Linked DNA regions of Mus musculus: region 1 is linked to region 2. The links are chromatin contacts, called in public HiChIP or PLAC-seq maps. All regions are on one chromosome and are shown on one strand. Each heading gives the region's core, a stretch centred on a gene start, on an enhancer-like site or on the middle of the called end of the contact. The rest is flanking DNA. Distances are from core to core; before and after follow the strand shown.

Region 1 (5,701 bases), core at 1,537-4,036, 76 kb after region 2:
GCTCAGCATGGCTCAGAGAGCCAACATTTTCCCATAGTGCTTGGCAGACAGGGGGGACAAAGCTTCTGGTCCTGACTTCTCATGGCTGCCCTTCCTGGGGGTCCTGGGATTCAGACCTCCTGCCTCCTGGCCTTCACCTGGCTATGATGCCCTTGCATCCTAAGTCAGCCGCTGAGGGGTGCTCACCAGCTCTTTAGGGATGACTTTGCCACCTGGTGGCGACTAGGAGTATCACAAGCATTTTCATCTGTTGTGTGGTTGTTCTTGTATGGGGGAGACAAGAAAGACTCTTCTCTCTTGTGTCTGTCCCCTTAAGATCTGTGACAAAGGAGACCTAATGGCGTTATGGGATATGAGAGGGATTTTGAGCAGAATAATGAACAGCAGGAAACACTGAGAGTCACCACCCTCACCCTCTCCCAATGGGGCATCTTAAGTCTACTCCCAAGATTCACTAGTCATAATGATACAATAGCTGTCAGTTCTCAAAGGCTTAGTTAGTTCCGGTCATGTTCACAGTAATGGACAGATGTGGTTTAACCTTCCCCGGGGTCCTGAGGGCTAAGTGCTGTTGTCATTGTTTCACAAATGAGAAAACTGATGCACAGGGAGGTAATTTCCCCAGGTCATACTCACCAGCTCAGTCCGTCTTTGCTTCTACCCTAAGCCTTGTGACCTCCACTGAACCCCTCTCACTTGTGAGTCTCACTGAGTCACCTCTTCACTCTCCTGCACCTCTTGGCTGAATCAACATCCCATAATGACCCCCCCACCTCCACCTCCCACAAGGGCCTGTCAGTTCTGCATGCTTCCACATAGCAGATAAGGCTGCCAGGCAGCAGGTACTGGCCCGTGTGCTGAGACCGTGGTAGTGAACCAGCTGGGCAAGAAGTTCCCATCCTCCAGCGGCTTACACTATTAGGAGACACGGGGAACACAAAGTAAAAAATAGGCCCTTTCTTACCATCATGCTGGGGACTGGGACACGCAGACCCAAATGAAGTGCTGTTGTCGGGTGGCTCAGGGACAGAATTGAGGAGGCTGGGGCTGAGTCACATGGTGACAAACCCTCCTGCTCAACCTCTGTGATCAGTGGGCAATGGGGAGCTACAGTAGACTCTTGAACAGGAGAGGGGTCTAGGTATTACAGAGAAGAGAGTGGAGGCTGGTGACTCTGTCTTTCTCCCCATGCATCTTCCTTAGGAACTCTGTGCGGCTAGTCATCCGGAAGGTTCAGTATGCCCCTGAGAGACCTGGCCCTCAGCCCACGGCTGAGACTACCAGACAGTTCCTTATGTCAGACAAGCCCCTACACCTTGAGGCATCACTGGATAAGGAGGTAAGAGGCCCAGACACCACTGTCCTCAGCTCTACTATCCCTCAGGTCCCAGTGTCTCTGGACTGTCCTTGAGGGTTTGGGGAATCCTGTTGGGGTCCAAAGGACTGGCAGAGGTGGGCATGTGCACCTATGGAACAGGAGCAATGGAAGGGTCCTGGCCATTCCTCCTTACACTCTTATAATTGCCTGTTTCAAACTGGAGGGAGAACCCCAGCTAATCAGCAGGGTGGTGATGGGGAACAGGACTCAGGGTCTCCTTGCTATTACCCTTATCAGTGAGCTAGAAGGTGAAAAGTTCTTGAAGTCAGGTGACTCTGAGCCAGCTGACTGGGGTATGGGTATGTCCCTCCTTCTTGGGGTAGCTAAAGACAAGAGCCTGGACAAGGTGGTCCCTGAGAATTCCGAGCAGGTCCTCCAGTAGCTGGTTAGCCTTTCCTCTCTTTCTCTGAGTCTTCTAGAGTTTAATGTGTCTGTGAACCCAGACCATCAGAGCCCACAGGAACTTGAGACCTTACTCTGTTCAAGCCTGCACATAGGATAAAGGAGAAACAGCATCTCACTTAACCTGTCCAAGGTTATGCAATGGTTGTCACCATCATTGCTATTATTGCTGTCTTAGCTGGTGGTCAGAATGAGACTGGAGCCGAAGATGTCAGCTTCATTTTCCTATGTGTGTATGTGTGAGTGTGCATGGGTGGGTGGGTGTGTGTGTACATCTGGAGGACAGCCTTGGAGGTATTATTCTCAGGAGTGCCATCCCCCTCCTTTGAGGCAGTCTCTCATTGGCCTGGAGCTTACTAACTCGGCTAGACTCTGTGGGCACCGAGCCTCAGGGATCCTCTTGTCTCTGCCTCCCTAGTGCTGGGATTACAAGATCAAACTCAGGTCCTCGTGTTTGCAACACAAGTACTTGACTGGCAGAGCAGTCCCCCGAGTTCAGGAATGTCATCTTCTAATACAGATATCTTTGAAAGGTCCCACAGTGGTACTGAAGGTCCATATGCTTGGTAGTTTTGTGACACTTTTATCTCAGTGGGAAGTGGCTGGTGAGCTGGGGGCAGAGTTCAGTGTCCCTGTCCATGCTCTCCTGTCATCTGCCTCACAGATCTATTACCACGGAGAACCCATCAGCGTTAATGTCCACGTCACCAACAACACCAACAAGACTGTGAAGAAGATCAAGATCTCGGGTAGCTGGGGATCCTACCGAGGGTTGGGATAGCTGCAGGTGTGGCCTTTGTTAAAAGCCTGAGATGATACCATTAGTAGCTTTGGAAGCTTGGGTCTGCTGTCAGCCTACAGTGGCTTCAAAGCTGTAGGCACTTGGGGCAGTGGGTTTACCGCTTTGCATGCCCCTTCATAGGCTTTCTGGGCCCTGGACAAGCTGTTCTGGGAGGAAAGATTTGGTCATGGAAGGGACTGGGTTTTGATGGGGTTTTCTGTGTGGGTGGAGTCTGGGGTGGTGGCCTCTGATAAATGCTGGTCGTTGTCTCAATCTAAGCAAGCACACCTACTACAGGGAACTTGAGGGCTATCTTGAGAGGTACCCCCTGACTCATGTACCCACCTCCCCTGCTCCCTCTTTCCCCAGTGCGCCAGTATGCAGACATCTGTCTCTTCAACACAGCTCAGTACAAGTGCCCAGTGGCCATGGAGGAGGCTGAGTAAGTGTGTCTGAAGCCGACTTTGGACAGGTGGGACTAGACAGGACAAAGGGGAGCTCTGAGTCCAGGCCCAGGCATCTCTTCTCAACCTGCAGAGAGATGTCCTGGGGTAGGACTCATGTGGCATGTGCCTTTATGTGCTGAGTAGCCTCACTGGCTTCTGTTTCGGTCTTTGAGTCCAGGTCTCACTTTGAGACCAGGCTGGCCTGAAACTCAGAGCCTGAGCTTACTTGGAATCAGGGCAATCCTTCTACTTTAGCCTTCCAAGCGCTGACGTTATAGGTGTGAGCAACTGCACCTGCCACTTTGACATGGTTTCTAATATTCTAGAGATGGAGCTGTTATTACTAAACCAAATATTCTTGCATTATTGGATATTCTCAAATTCACTGTTGATTAAGAATAAAACCTACAGCCATGAGACATAGACTTCTGGTGAGTGTTGGGGGGTACGTTGAATGACCCAGAGCCAGGAGAGCATTTAACCCCAAGTGGAACATAGTCATAGCCATAGTCTGTCACATATTTGCATCTGCAGTCTGGAGAAAGGGTAGCTGCCTGGGCTTCCAGTAAGCATTCCTGTGGGGTTGGGCTTGGGGTTGAGATGTGGCCGGCTCTGCTCCCTTCAAGAGGCAAATTTAGGTCTTATTCCAGGACTGTCCCAGTGTCAGGTGCACGCATCTGCCTCATCTTTGAGAAGGGAGATGGGGGATAAAATAGCACCAGCCAAAGGGAACAACAGAGGTTCCTGTGCATGACTGATAGATACACATTGCAGCAAGTAAAGTTTCAATGGTAGAACCTAGGTGGGGGCTTCCAGGCATTTACTCATGGTTTGTATGCCCACTTTTGAACATAAACGTGGGCTGGAGAGATGGCTGAGCAGTTAGGAGCACGTGCTGTTCTTCCTCCAAAGGACCAGGGTTCATTTTCCAGTACCCACACCAGGCTGCTCACAGCAGCTTGTAAGTCTAGTTCTAGGGGATATGATGCGCTCTTCTGGCCAATGAGGGCACTTGCATGTGAGTGGTGCACAGACAGTCATGGAGGCACACACACACACACACACACACACACACAAATTAAAAACTTAATCATTAAATAAAAACTAAAAATAAATGTGTGGGCTAGAGAGATGGCTCAGTGGTTAAGAACACCGACTGCTCTTCCAGAGGTCCTGATTTCAGTTCCCAGCAACCACATGGTGACTCATGACCATGGAATGGGATCCAATGCCCTTTTCTTGTATGTCTGAAGATAGGGACAGTGTACTCATATACATAAAATAAATAATCTTTTTTAAAAGTGTGCTATTTAAGTGTGCATGGTGACCATGCCTAGTTTAGGATTAGTCCTGCTTGTGTGTGGTGGGCCTCTCCTCTTTCCCATGGCAGTGGGCTTGCTGCTTGAGCTGGGCTCAGCCCAAGTGGTTGCCTGCATCTGGGAGATAAGGGTTGCTGGCAGAGGGCGTTGTGGAACAGGGCCAGTCCAGGCGTCTTGGCTGGGTTAGGGCTGGCTGTGATAAGAGTCATCTTCATGCTGCCTCTCTACTTCCCAGTGACAATGTGGCACCCAGCTCAACATTCTGCAAGGTCTATACGCTGACTCCCTTCCTGGCCAACAACCGAGAGAAGCGGGGACTCGCCCTCGACGGGAAGCTCAAGCATGAGGACACGAATCTGGCTTCCAGCACGCTGTGAGTGAGAGCCCGCCCCTAAGACCCAGATGCTATGAGTGAGAGCCCGCCCCTAAGACCCAGATGCTGTGAGTCCCAGGCCCCCCGGTGCCCTCTCCACGACGGGGCCCCACCCTCTTGGCCCACCACCATGAGGATGAGGTTTAGGCTCTTGCCCAAGTCTTGACTAGGGCCAGTCCCCTGGAGTGTGGCTACCCAGGGAGGATCTCTTTCTACTCCTACCCACCCAGCCAAAGACTACCGGGTCCCATCATTTGCCTCTGGGGGACACAACCAGAAAAGCTTTCTTTAAGAATTGGCAGCTCTTAGCCCAAAGTCCTGAATACAGACTGGGGTGTGTCCCTGATGCTGTCAGGGTTGGAGGGGAGAGAATCGCTTCTAGAAGAGTACTGGAAGGAGATAAATGGGGGCTTGGAGAGGCTGGGGAAAAGAGGGGAACTGGGTATAGATATGGGGGTCCTTCCACATGAGGCACCATTAGGCCATTTGGTCCATGGGCATCACTGAGCCTTCAGGGTTGTCCCACCCTAGAAGAGTTCAGACAGTTGTGGGGGGACTTTCATTCCCTCTGATGATATCTGGCTCTCTGCAAGGGATTTGGTCTTTGTCTGTTGATTCCGAGACCACGCTCCCCACTCTCAGACTTGGCTCAGGCTAGACAATCACATTATCACCCCTCATAGGCCTCCCATTTACCAACAAGCTCTTTGTCCTCCTTTTACTCTGACTTGTACCTGATCTGCCCTCAACACCCCACCACCAGGTATCTACTTAGCATATCCTTCCCATGTTACCCTGACTCCCAGCTACCCTTGGCTTCTCAGCTCTCAGTGTGGCTCTTTCTGCTTGTGGGTTACCGAGCATAAGCAGTGTGAGAGAAGTAAGTGGTGGGAGGGCGGTTAGGGCCTGTTCTCACGGCACTGTGTGGCACTGGTGAGGCAGGGAGGAGAGTCCACTAGGGCTACAGAACAAGGACATCTTATCGCTAGATGTGGAACCCAA
Region 2 (5,429 bases), core at 1,734-4,233:
TGAGGCTATAATATATAGGAAGAACAGTTGGGGGAAGGGCAGCCTAGCACCCTGCGTGAGAGAGGCTATAGACAACATCTGCTTTGACACCTCCGTTAACCATTTGTCTCAGATTTAAGACCTAGCATGGATCCACTGGATCCGGCATTACAGGCAACTGTAACAGCTGCCCCATTGTGGAGTACTGGGAACTGAACATGAGTCCTCTGGAAGACCAACAAGTGCTGAGCCATCTTGCTAGCCTTGAGGACTTTTTTTTTTTTTTTTTTTTCGAGACAGGGTGTCTCTGTGTAGCCCTGGCTGTCCTGGAACTCACTCTGTAGACCAGGCTGGCCTCGAACTCAGAAATCCGCCTGCCTCTGCCTCCCGAGTGCTGGGATTAAAGGTGTGCACCACCAAGCCTGACTATCCTTGAGGATTTTTAAACTTCTGTTCTTGCTGTGTCCCTAGCACTTCAATTAAGCCTTGGACACAGTAGGTGCTCAACAATAGATAAGGAATGAGTGGACTCTGGAGATGGGCTTCTCACAGTGCCATGAGCTTGGTCTTCTTCTTGAAAGGCTCAGATTCACAGATTCCTGTCAGGTCCCATCCCTGCCTTCAGAAAAGTCAGGAGGGTCACTCTGACGTTGTTCTGACCACTCATTCTCTCCCCGTCACTTCCCTCGATTTCCTCGGAAGACATTCAGCAAAATGTCTACTAAGTACCTGACCCATTTCACCTCTGTTCCCTCCCCTGACTACATGGGAAGGAACTCCCTCTTAAGATTTTCATTATTTTTATTTATGTGTATACATATGTGCACATGAGTACAGGTGCCAGCAGAGGCTAGCAGCATCAGATCTCCAGTAACTGGAGTTACAGGTGCTTGTGAGCCACTCAAAGTGAGTGCTGGGCCCTGAACTTGAGTCCTCTGCAAGAGCAGTATACGCTTTGAACTACTGAGCCATCTCTCCAGCCCTCAGTTTCCTCTCTTTAAACAAACAAATAAAACTACACAACCACCCAATACAGAGAAAGTGGGATAGTTTTCAGAAAAGAACTCATGCTGTACCTTCTGGAGAAACTCTATTATAAGCATCATCTGTCAATAAAAAAAGACCAATGACCAATGAGCTGAGGCAGGAAATAGGAGGCGGAACACTGGCAGGAAGAGAGGATTCTGGGTAATAGTGAAAGAATAAAAGGAGACACTAGGCAAGACCAGGAGAGAGAGGACTCAGAGAGAGCCTGAGTTCCAGGCGTTAATCACCAAGCAACTGAACTCAGGATAGAATAAAGGGAGACACAGGTATTTAAGAGAGAGAGAGAGTTTTGGAGAGATGGACCAAGAGGACAGATGTAAGACAGTAGGTAGATGAATTCAGGGAGATACTGAGGAGACACAAAGAAAGAAGCAGGCCTGCTGGGTGGTGATGATGCACGCCTTTAATCCCAGCACTTGGGAGGCAGAGGCAGGAGGATTTCTGAGTTCAAGGCCAGCCTGGTCTACAGAGTGAGTTCCAGAACAGCCAGGCCTACCCGGGGAACCCAAAAAAAAAAAAAAAAAAAAAAAAAAAGAAAGAAAGAAAGAAAGAAAGAGAAGGAAAGAAGCAGGCCAGGACTGAAGAGAGGTAACTAACTAAGTGGTAGACATAGAATAGTTTAAATGGTTAAATAAGGTAAGAGAAGAACTAGTCAGGGAATGAGACAAAGCTTATGGCCTAGGGATTTCATACTAAATAACTAGTCTCAGAGACGTCATTCCGGGAGCTGGGGCAAAAAAAAAAAAAAAAAATTCTAAAAATTATTTTAACAGCAGTACCTGGTGGCACAAGTCTGTTATTCCAGACACCCAAGAGGCTCAGTGGAGAAGATCAGAAGTTCAAGGCCTACAGGGTTTACCCAACAAGCTCAAGGTCAGTCTCAAAGACTTTCTGAGACCCTGCTTTAAAATAAAAACATGAAAAGAGGTGGGGTTTGTAGCTTAGTTGGTAGGATATGCAACATGCAGGAGGCCCTAGGTTTGACCATCAGAAACACAGACAACGTAATTAAGCATGGTGGCACAGATCTGTAATCTCAGTACTCAGAAGATGGAGAGAGAGGTTAAAGATTCTCCTCAACTGCATAGCAAGCTGGTGGGCAGCCTGGGCTATGTATGGGACACTGTGTCCCAGTCAGTCAATCAAGCGTTAGGAGTGTAGCAGAGTGCCTGCCTAGTGCTGGGTCTGAGGAGCAAGGCAGTTTTTTTCCAGGTAGCTAGATAGGAAGGCGCCATGGAGCAGAGCCAGCTTCCAAGGGAGCTCTCTTCAGGCAGAAGCCAGCAGCTTATCTCAGAGAGGGGACATCTATAGCGTGGCAAGCCTGGCTTCTGCACACTCTGCACAGAGAGTGAATACAGAGGTGGGACCCAAAGCTGGAGATTTAACTCAGAACTGGGCATTTTAGATTTTTAATATTTATTATTATTAAAGTTTTCAAAAATTAGTTACTCATTTTAAAAAATTTTTACTTGTGGGCGTTTTGCCTGAATGTATAGCTGTGATCTTAACCACTGAGCCATCTTTCCAGCCCCGTTATTTACCTTTTTTAACCGTACGTGTGTGTGTTTCAGTGTGTAGGTATATGCACTTGAGTGCAGGCAGGCATCTGAGGAAGCCAGATCGTGAGATACCCCGGAGCTGGAGTAACAAGCAGCTGTAAGTCAACCAACCAAGGCTCTGGACTCCAAACTTGGGTGCTCTGCAAGAATAATGGGACCTGTTAGCCTCTGAGCCCTAACTCCAGCCCCAGAAACTGTGACTTTTAAAAAGGCTCTGACTCACCAAGATGATTACCAGCCTTGCTCTGCAGGCTGTTGACCGCCAGCCTTTGCTTTCCTACCTCCCAGGCCCACCCCCACCCCTGGAAAATTTTCTTGCCTTGTTTATCTTTTCCTGAGCTTGCCTCTCCTACCTTATCTCCCACCCAACCAAAGTCCCTCACACCCATTCAGTTCAGCCAACCAGCAGCCTCTCAACTCGATCCCTAATTTACGTACAGGCCAGAGGCAACCAGACTCTGTGCTAGGCTTAAAAAGGCACAGTCTGGCCTGTGACTCACCTTTGAGTCCACTTGCAGGTTGTAGGGAGCTGCTTCCCACCATCATTAAAACTTGGTTCTACCTCACTTTCCTGTCCTTCCTGGACCTTCTTCAAGATGCTTCAAGATGATGAGAAAATAAACCAATGTGCAATGGGCTCAGAGTCAGGAGTTCCAGGGATGCTGGTTTTCTATGCCAAGGCCACGTGAGAAATGGGTGCTGTCACTTCAAAGAACCCTGCAGCAAGAGGATGCTTGAGCACCTAGGTTTACTCCCCAGCGACATATATACACATAACACCACACACACACACATACACACACACCATACCATACCACACCACACACACACACACACACACCATACCACACCACACATACCACACACACACCATACCACACCACACACACACACACACACACACACACACACACACACACACACACACACCATACCACACCACACATACCACACATTGGGCGTTATAGGTAGCACATATCTTTAACCCCAGCTCTTTAGAGGCAGAGGTGGGCATATATCTTTGAGTTCAAGGCCAGCTTAGTCTACATGGAGAGTTTCAAGCTAGCCAAGGCCACAGTGAGAACCGGTTTCAAGAAAACAAACAAAACCCCAAGAAACATATTGAAGGAGCAAGCAGTCACTCTGTGCCAGGCCTTCTGCGGTCAGTTAGGTTAGAGGCTTGCCCATGCCAGCCCCTCAGGAAGTGAGTATTCAGAGGGCTTTCCTTAAGGACACTGGAGGCCTGGGGAGGGGTCAATGTACTCAACTTAGAGTCCTGGGTTTGGTTCTTAACCAGCCATATTTAAGAATCTACCTGCTATCCCCACTCTTATTTTCAAAAATGAGTTAGTTAAGATTTAAAGCAGGGCTGGAGAGCTGCCTCAGAGGTTAAGAGTACTGGCTGCTCTTGTAACGATTGTTCATAACCATTTGTAACTCTAGTTCCAGGGGATTCAAGAGCCCTATTCTGACCTCCCAGGGCACCAGGCACGCATGTAACACACACACACACACACACACACACACACACACACACACACACACGACAGCAGGCATGCATTTAACACACACACTCACGCACGCACGTACGTACGCACGCACTCACGCATACATGCATACAGGCAGGCAGAACACTTATACACAAAACATTAAATAAATAAACTTTTTTTTTGAGGGGGAGTGCAGTGGTTTCAAGACAGGGTTTGTCTGTGTAGCTCTGGCTATCCTGGAACTCAGTCTGTAAAGTAGGCTGTCCTGGAACTCACAGAGATCCACCTGCCTTTGCCTCTCAAGTGCTTGGATTAAAGGTGTGTGCTACTATATCCAGTTTAAAATAAAATAAAAAAAAATCTTTAAAATGTTAAGCCAGGTGTGGCAGCTCACACCTTTAGTTCCAGTACTTGAGAAGCAGAAGCAAGAGGATCTCTGTGAGTCTGAGGCCAGCCTGGTCTACAGAGTGAATTTCAGGACAGCTGAGTTACATAGGGAGAGCCTGTCTTGAAAAAAGAAAACAAGGAGCTGGAGAGATGACCCAGAGGTTAAGAGCATTGGTTGCTCTTCCAGAGGACCTGGGTCCAATTCCCAGCACCCACAAGGCAGCTCACAACTGTCTGTAACTCAAGTTCCAGTGGATCTGACGCCCTCACACAGACACACATACAAGCAAAACATCAGGCACATAAATTTTTTAGAAAAGAAAAAAGGGGAGTGGGTGGGTAGAGGAGTGGGGGGTGGGTATGGGGGACTTTTGGGATAGCATTGGGAAATGTAAATGAGGAAAATACCTAATTTAAAAAAAAAGAAAAACATAATAATAATAATAATTAATAATAATAATAATAAATATTTAAGGAGATTAACCACACTTGGTGTGGCCCAGGCCTGTAATCTGAGGATTTGGGAATAAATGGAATTTAAGGCCTCTAGGCATTGAAGTCGGTCAATCAAGAGGTGACCTAAATAATTTGCTGATTTTCACTTTTCAAAGGGATTGTTCTTGGTTGGTTAACTTTTGGTTTCAGGTTTCTGGGTGTGGCTGTTGACATTTGTCTGAGTCAACTGCATAACTGCAGGGAACTTGGCCCTCCGGATAGCAGGCATTTCTGTCTGGCTTCCCAGGAACACTCCAGTCAGCACCAGGGTGTCCCTTGACTTTCTACATTCCTTGGCAGTTGGAAGGAAGAAGAGGAGGTTAACACAGAGATCTGAGCAGACCCGGGTTCAAATTCTGACCCAACAACTAAGTTGCAGTGAAGTCTTAGGCAACTCACACCAAAACTTCCTTCATCTTCTGCTCCTGCCTGCCCTCCCCTCAGTCTGCTCCCCTAATAAAAAAGAGAAAAG

The links. HiChIP or PLAC-seq counts read pairs in DNA pulled down with a chosen protein or histone mark.
Region 1: a contact with region 2 is called in an H3K4me3 HiChIP or PLAC-seq map of fetal liver, with 2.4 times the contacts expected there. The contact joins two enhancer-like sites. A contact is called at or near these places in 16 of 39 promoter capture datasets (the 3T3-L1 cell line, 3T3-L1-derived adipocytes, the HPC-7 cell line and 10 more), 10 of 15 datasets of contacts at CTCF or cohesin (CD8 T cells, the G1E-ER4 cell line, embryonic stem cells and 5 more), 199 of 484 Hi-C or Micro-C datasets (the 3T3-L1 cell line, 3T3-L1-derived adipocytes, the AML12 cell line and 104 more), 24 of 115 datasets of contacts at active chromatin or transcription factors (CD4 single positive thymocytes, the HPC-7 cell line, PVALB interneurons and 13 more) and 4 of 9 other capture datasets (adipose tissue, embryonic stem cells, liver and 1 more).

What each region holds. Positions count from the first base shown.
Region 1 is chr7:99,590,060-99,595,760 of GRCm38.p6, forward strand. Arrb1 (arrestin, beta 1) reads left to right here. Exons shown (of 16, transcript NM_177231.2): 8 at 1,204-1,339; 9 at 2,445-2,529; 10 at 2,931-3,003; 11 at 4,562-4,699. Among named protein-coding and RNA genes, the nearest start is that of Tpbgl, 34 kb to the right of the region's middle. Within about 2 kb of position 2,787, at least 10 of the 459 cell types and tissues checked have an H3K27ac peak or open chromatin away from gene starts, as enhancers often do. A contact at or near this core is called in erythroblasts and fetal liver, where this site is marked.
Region 2 is chr7:99,514,003-99,519,431 of GRCm38.p6, forward strand. Gm40450 (a long non-coding RNA gene) reads left to right here. Exons shown (of 3, transcript XR_869823.2): 2 at 1,800-1,899; 3 at 2,598-3,151. Gm34172 (a long non-coding RNA gene) reads right to left here. Exons shown (of 3, transcript XR_869822.2): 2 at 3,086-3,302; 3 at 2,527-2,725. Among named protein-coding and RNA genes, the nearest start is that of Gm40450, 4.5 kb to the left of the region's middle. Within about 2 kb of position 2,984, at least 14 of the 459 cell types and tissues checked have an H3K27ac peak or open chromatin away from gene starts, as enhancers often do. A contact at or near this core is called in erythroblasts and fetal liver, where this site is marked.